Regions from separate parts of the Pan troglodytes genome. Here region 2 is linked to region 1. The links are chromatin contacts, called in public Hi-C maps. All regions are on one chromosome and are shown on one strand. Each heading gives the region's core, a stretch centred on a gene start, on an enhancer-like site or on the middle of the called end of the contact. The rest is flanking DNA. Distances are from core to core; before and after follow the strand shown. Region 1 has its middle 230 kb from the start of TRNAK-UUU. Region 2 overlaps LOC112205884 (a long non-coding RNA gene).

Region 1 (2,866 bases), core at 164-2,663:
ATAATTAAATAGTTTAATGAATTCGCAGCTCTTTTGTTTGAGTGGGACGGGAATGCATGTTCCGGAGAGGCCTCACAAAAAGCTTGGCTGGTAGTGAGTTAAAAGTAGGAAATCAGTTCTTTGAAGGCATTTTTATACTTCATTATCCCAGCATGTAAAATGACTTGTACTAAACGATTGGGGATTTTATTTTTCACTCTCTCTCTCTTTCTCTCCTTTTTCTAAACAAAAGAGAGCATGGGGTGGCTGGTGTCTAATTCCACTCCTGGTCCCAGAGCTGGAGATCAGCCCATTACCAGGCTGGTGGGCCAGCTCCTGCATATGGGAAAGTCCAGGGCTCTGAGCAATGCGGAGCCCCCATCAGCAGACAGCCCACCCTGCAATGTACATAGGACCTCAAGCTAGCGCAAATGGCCTGTAGTCTCTGCAGCATGAGGCAAAGTTATTGCCTATTGCTGGGCCACAAACTGGGGTGTCCTTTATGTTGTGTTTTCTGGGCAGCCAAGATTATATATCCCCCATCTTACGGTGAAAACAAAGAAATACCTAGGGTGAAGGAAGCTGATTTTGGAGAACGCTGATGCTGATTCTCAGCCCTGACTTGGTTTCCTTTTGTACTGTGGAGAGAATATGCTCCACAGTACAAAAGAGGGCAAGTCCTTCGGGAAGGCCAGCTGCTTCCAGACATGGCCACCTGCCCTTGCTCTGGCCACCAGATTCCCATGCTCAAAGAAGCCAAATGGGCACTGAGAGGCTCATAAGAGGTAGGCATGTCCCTCCAAATCAAGAGTCACACAGGGCTTGTGCTCCCTGAGCAAACTGGTAGAAAATTACACCCGAGAAGGATAACTTTAGCCTGCAACCTGGGCAGGGGCTGGGGAAGGGTCAGAGATTTCAGAAGCCTGGGTTTGAATTGAGATGTTCCCTGATAACCCACTGAGGAGAAGGCCCCAAGGAGAGGACAGCCTTTGTCCCCAAGGAAGAAGGGCAGCTTGGACATCTGACCAGGAGGCAGGCAGAGCTTGGTGGCAGAGGGCAGCCTGGGATATCTCTGCCCAGGCACGGGCCTTCGTTTTTTTTTAAAACTGCAGCTGGTTTGTTGAGCACAAGCTCAACCTCACAAACTTGGTGGCGACAAAGCTGGGGAAAATAAGGCCCATGATGAACCAGGGGTTTTCTTAGGCTCAGGACGAGACCTCAGCATTCCTCCCTCATCTCTCCGTCCTCTGTATGAGCCACAGGTATAAAGAGAGCAGAATGGTTGTTTATTCAGTGACTCGATGATTTCAAGTGATTGATGCATTCCTGCTTTCTTTTGCTTCCCCTTCTTTCCTGCCTGGGCTGTTTGGGCTCAGAGTTTCCTAGAGAGTGTGGCCAGGGCCAGGGCCTCAAGGGCTGTAGGTGGGGCTGGAGGGCCCCTTTATAGATTTGCTGTGAGCTCTCTTCCAGCCAGAGAGAGAGCTCTCTCCTGAGCCTCCTGTGGCAACACTTGGAAGGTAACAGGAAAACAGCCCAGCTGAGGTGGCTCTAGGTGACACACCTAATCCATCTTTGGAGGGGAAAGGCCCTCTTGGGTCTGAAAATAATTATTGTTTCTTTCCATCAGCCTCTTATTTTTTCTCCTCTCTCTGTGTCTGCTGTACTTGCTTTCAGTTTTGCTTCCAAATCTAGAGGTGCAGTGTGATTTTCTGGCTGAGTGGTGTCTGCCTCAATCATATATCTGCACCCCTACTTCAGAAGGCTGCTTCTTGGTGACCCCTTGGCTCTGTCACCTCCAACATACGGAGTCAGCTGCCAGCAGCGGGCCATTTCCATTTAGCGATTTTGCCAGATTCAGAGATTTGCATTTACAAAGTCTCTCTCTGCCTTATTTGCTTATAACAAGGCTCACTGTTCGTTTCTTGTTAAGTTTTATCTCATAAACAAATATTACTATGGGAGTCCCAGCCAATAATTATTAAATCCTGACTTCTTTTTATTTTCTTATACCGAGAATGCATTGACTATAAATGCACAATTTAAACTTCACGGGATGGTTTTTTTTGGCCCACCTCTCTGGAGAGTAGAGGGTCCATCTGTGTGTGGGGACTTGAAATATCAGACCCATATACATAAATATCAGACAGAGAGTGCATTTTGGGGAGAGGGAATGGATACAGTTAAACCCTTCGGTTAAATAAACCAACCCCCAAATGGACAAGGTCTGTGTTCTTTCGTCTTCTTTGATTTGGGTACTGAAAAGCATGAAAGAAATTCCTTTCACAATTAGCTCTAACTTTTGAATTACAGCACGTCTTTCCGTATAATGACCAGGCCGTGCAGTAATTTACAGCCAGTCCCTGGCCTTGCTGAGTAGCAGGGAAATGCTGTGGAAGTGACTGTTAATATTGATCAGTGAGGGCTAGAGAGAGTTGGAGACCCTCAGCACGGCCACTTAAAGTGGGCAGGAAACCCAAATTGACCAGTAATAAAGTGTGTGAGGTTGTACAAGGCGACTCCTGGGAAACTGCTGCTCCGAGAAGGGAGGCCGGGGGTCGAGGGGGAAGCTGTCAATTATTCTTGTTTGATGCCCAGTTACTGAGCAGGACACAGCGGCTGTGAGCCTGTGGCCAGAGACAACAGGAGGCAGGTGCTGGCGGATCCTGCTGGAAAGCCACCTTTGTCAGTGTGCGAGGCCAGGTGTGGGGCTCTCTCTACATTCCATGGAGGTTCAGAGAACTGAAGCTCACCCATTGCAGTGGCCTAGTTTTATTTTAGGGAAGGGGTAAAAACCCAAGCGGTGCAGCCTCTCCCCGACTTCTATGCGGACAACAGTTGATGACTGAACTTTGGTTTTGGTAATTACTGGAGTTACGGGTGCGAAAGA
Region 2 (2,794 bases), core at 25-2,524, 140 kb after region 1:
TTTTGAGTCCAATGCAACTACAGCTAAGATCACTGATCACTTTCACTCCCATCTTCTATTCTAAGCATATGCTAGTTCCGTCCTCTTTTTTTTGCAGGCAAAACTCCTGCTATTTTCCTGTGAAGGGCTGGGGGTTTTCTGTGCTGTGGTTTCTGTTGGTGCAGAACCTGCATCCTCTAACCCAGAACAGCGCAGGAGAAATGACATTTGACCATCACCAAGAAGTTCAGATCCTCCTCAGGTTAACTTGCCATCCCTTCACATTGGGGAGGGTGGTGAGGTTCACATTGGGGAGGGTGGTGAGGGTCTTCTGTGTCAGAGCACAAGTGAAAGCATGGGAGTGAGGCAGGGACTTCTGGGGGCGCCTGCGGCAGGTTAAATATCATTGCAGAATAGCAGTGCATAAAATGCAATAAAACGCACCCTGTCCCCTCATTCACTATAACTCTCTTATTATCTTGGGCTCAGGTGTGTTGTACGAATATACAATAATGGAGCTAACAAGATGGTTTGGGGTCACGGAGGGATAAACCATGGCATAATCCAGCTTCGAAAGCTGTTCCGATAATGAAAATTGTAGAGCGGTCTTGTGGCTAGTTTTGTAATAAAGATATACAAAGATGAATATAGGTTTCCAGGAATTAATCTGAGAGCATTTGATCCAATTTATACTGGAGTGGCCGCATTGAAGGCAGCTCAGTAGACAGGATTCCAATTTAGGTTGATAGAGTGCTTTGGGATCCCAGGGAGGAAGGGTTCCCTGTAATTGGGAGATGATTTTATTTTTGAAATGCCCATCTCCTGGCTTTGTCAAAGGCCACACATCTGTCTGCCTTGCCTGTGAATACAAGCCAGGCACAAGGCATCGAATCCCGTGGTGCGAGCTTCTGGTTTGGTATTCAGCATGACAGACAGGCTTCCAGTTTTATTCTTTCAGAGGGGACCCCAGGACACACTGCATTTTATTGTTGTGATTGTTCTGTGGACCAAGCAACATTAGACCCACGGAGAGGGGAGGCTCAAGACAGCTTTATGTTGCCTTCTGCTTCCTCCCTTTCTGTTTCTGACCTGCTTAAAGGTACTCAGGTTTAAGGCTCCTAAGAGTTTTCGCTCTGAAGCCAGGAGCTTGGGTCTGAGAAGTGTGTGGAAAGCTGTTCTTACTTTGTCCTTCAAAGTATGTCATTCTTTGGCAGATGGCCAGGTCGGGGACAGAACTGAAGACAGCTGAATGCAGGCTGTGACTCTTTAAGAACTGGAATTCCTAGCACACTCTTAAAAAAACAGCCCCAAACCACCCGAAGAATGTTGACTATGCCTACCTTATTGTAATGTTATCAGTTTGATTCTCTGAGCTGCCAATTCAGAAAAAGTTTTTTTTTTTTTTTTTTTTTAAGAATATTTAGATTCAAAATCCATTTGATGCTTTCGGTTGACTTTTCTTTTTTAAGTGGCATTAGGGAATTATTCTCCTCAAATCCTGCCTGGGTAGCTGTTAAGAGAGGCTTGTGTTAAAACTCCTGTTCTGCTTAAGATGAATCAGAAAGCATTTTGACTTCTGGCATTTTCCCTTAGAACTTCTGGGCTGCTTATTTGTAACTGTATTTAGTCCTTTTCACTGATTTAATTTTTACTATATGGGTGATCTTATATATTTTATCATATTAATATATGAATTATGTATTTACAGTTCAGCCAAAAAAAGTACTATGGTTATTGGAATGCCCTTCTACACTCAATTTGAGACACCCCTTTCACGACAACCAAAAAGAAGTTTGTGCAACACATTTTGATTTGTGTCATGAATTTCAACTTAGTGTTTTCACACCAGTATTTAAGAAGTAGGCTATGTAACTATTGGTTGCAATGTGTGGGGATGAAATGTAATTATTGTAATTATTATTGAAGGTTTTTTTTAAAAAAATTAATTCTATTTTAATACTGACCTAAATTATGTGTGTTGGTCTGTATACCATACACCAAAGGTGGTGTAAAACGTGAACTGTCTTTAATAACAAAAAAGCAGTTTGCATTCAGCCGAAAATAGCCCACAGCTAACATGAAGGATATAGTTCTACAGCCAAAGGACCCAGAGAGAGTTTAATCATTTAGCCTGAAGATTACAACTTAAGGCATTTTTAGAGGATTTAAAAATACATATATATCTCCATACTCTGGAATTTGCTTATTACTTATATAAATCACCTTTTTGTTTAGCACAAAAGAACTAAGCTTTTTCGTTCATTTTTACTTTAATACTATCTGAGCTTAGATTATCTTTGATGGGAGGTAGGAGCGGTATATCTAGATGCTGCAAATGAGGAAAAAAATGCATTTTCAATTGTCAGTAATGTTTAATTTCTATCAACAATTTCTTAATTGTTCCCCTGAAAAGCAAAGCTTTAATGTGTCAGCCTAAATTATAATACAAAAGAAATAAAAAATTATGCTGTTACCATTTCCCATTTTTAGAAATTACTGATTAGATTAGAGAAAATTATTCTTTATAATTTTACTATAGAAAAGCTATATGTCTAGTCATATCACTCCATCGAAACAAAATTAAGGAGGAATGATGTCTTAACACAGTGTTTGCAGATTTTTTTTTTTGAGAAGAAAAGATTGCAGCATCTAATTTTAGTTATGATTTGTCTTTATTAAAAGCTCTTGTCAGGGAATTAAACTTTTTAGTTCTGGGCATTGCCTTAAAAATACTAAGCCTATCATGATGTTAGTCTTATAATAAAAATTAGACTGATTTTAATTTAAAGAGATTTATAAGTGACTCTCTCAGGAA

The links. Hi-C and Micro-C count contacts between places; a contact is called where the count stands out from the background.
Region 2: a contact with region 1 is called in a Hi-C map of induced pluripotent stem cells, with 2.2 times the contacts expected there. The contact joins two enhancer-like sites. A contact is called at or near these places in 2 of 7 Hi-C or Micro-C datasets (both in induced pluripotent stem cells).

Annotation. Positions count from the first base shown.
Region 1 is chr18:68,952,053-68,954,918 of NHGRI_mPanTro3-v2.0_pri, forward strand. No RefSeq gene overlaps it. Among named protein-coding and RNA genes, the nearest start is that of TRNAK-UUU, 230 kb to the right of the region's middle. Within about 2 kb of position 1,414, at least 6 of the 24 cell types and tissues checked have an H3K27ac peak or open chromatin away from gene starts, as enhancers often do. A contact at or near this core is called in induced pluripotent stem cells, where this site is marked.
Region 2 is chr18:69,091,572-69,094,365 of NHGRI_mPanTro3-v2.0_pri, forward strand. The region is part of intron 1 of LOC112205884 (a long non-coding RNA gene); the gene reads left to right. Among named protein-coding and RNA genes, the nearest start is that of TRNAK-UUU, 94 kb to the right of the region's middle. Within about 2 kb of position 1,275, at least 3 of the 24 cell types and tissues checked have an H3K27ac peak or open chromatin away from gene starts, as enhancers often do. A contact at or near this core is called in induced pluripotent stem cells, where this site is marked.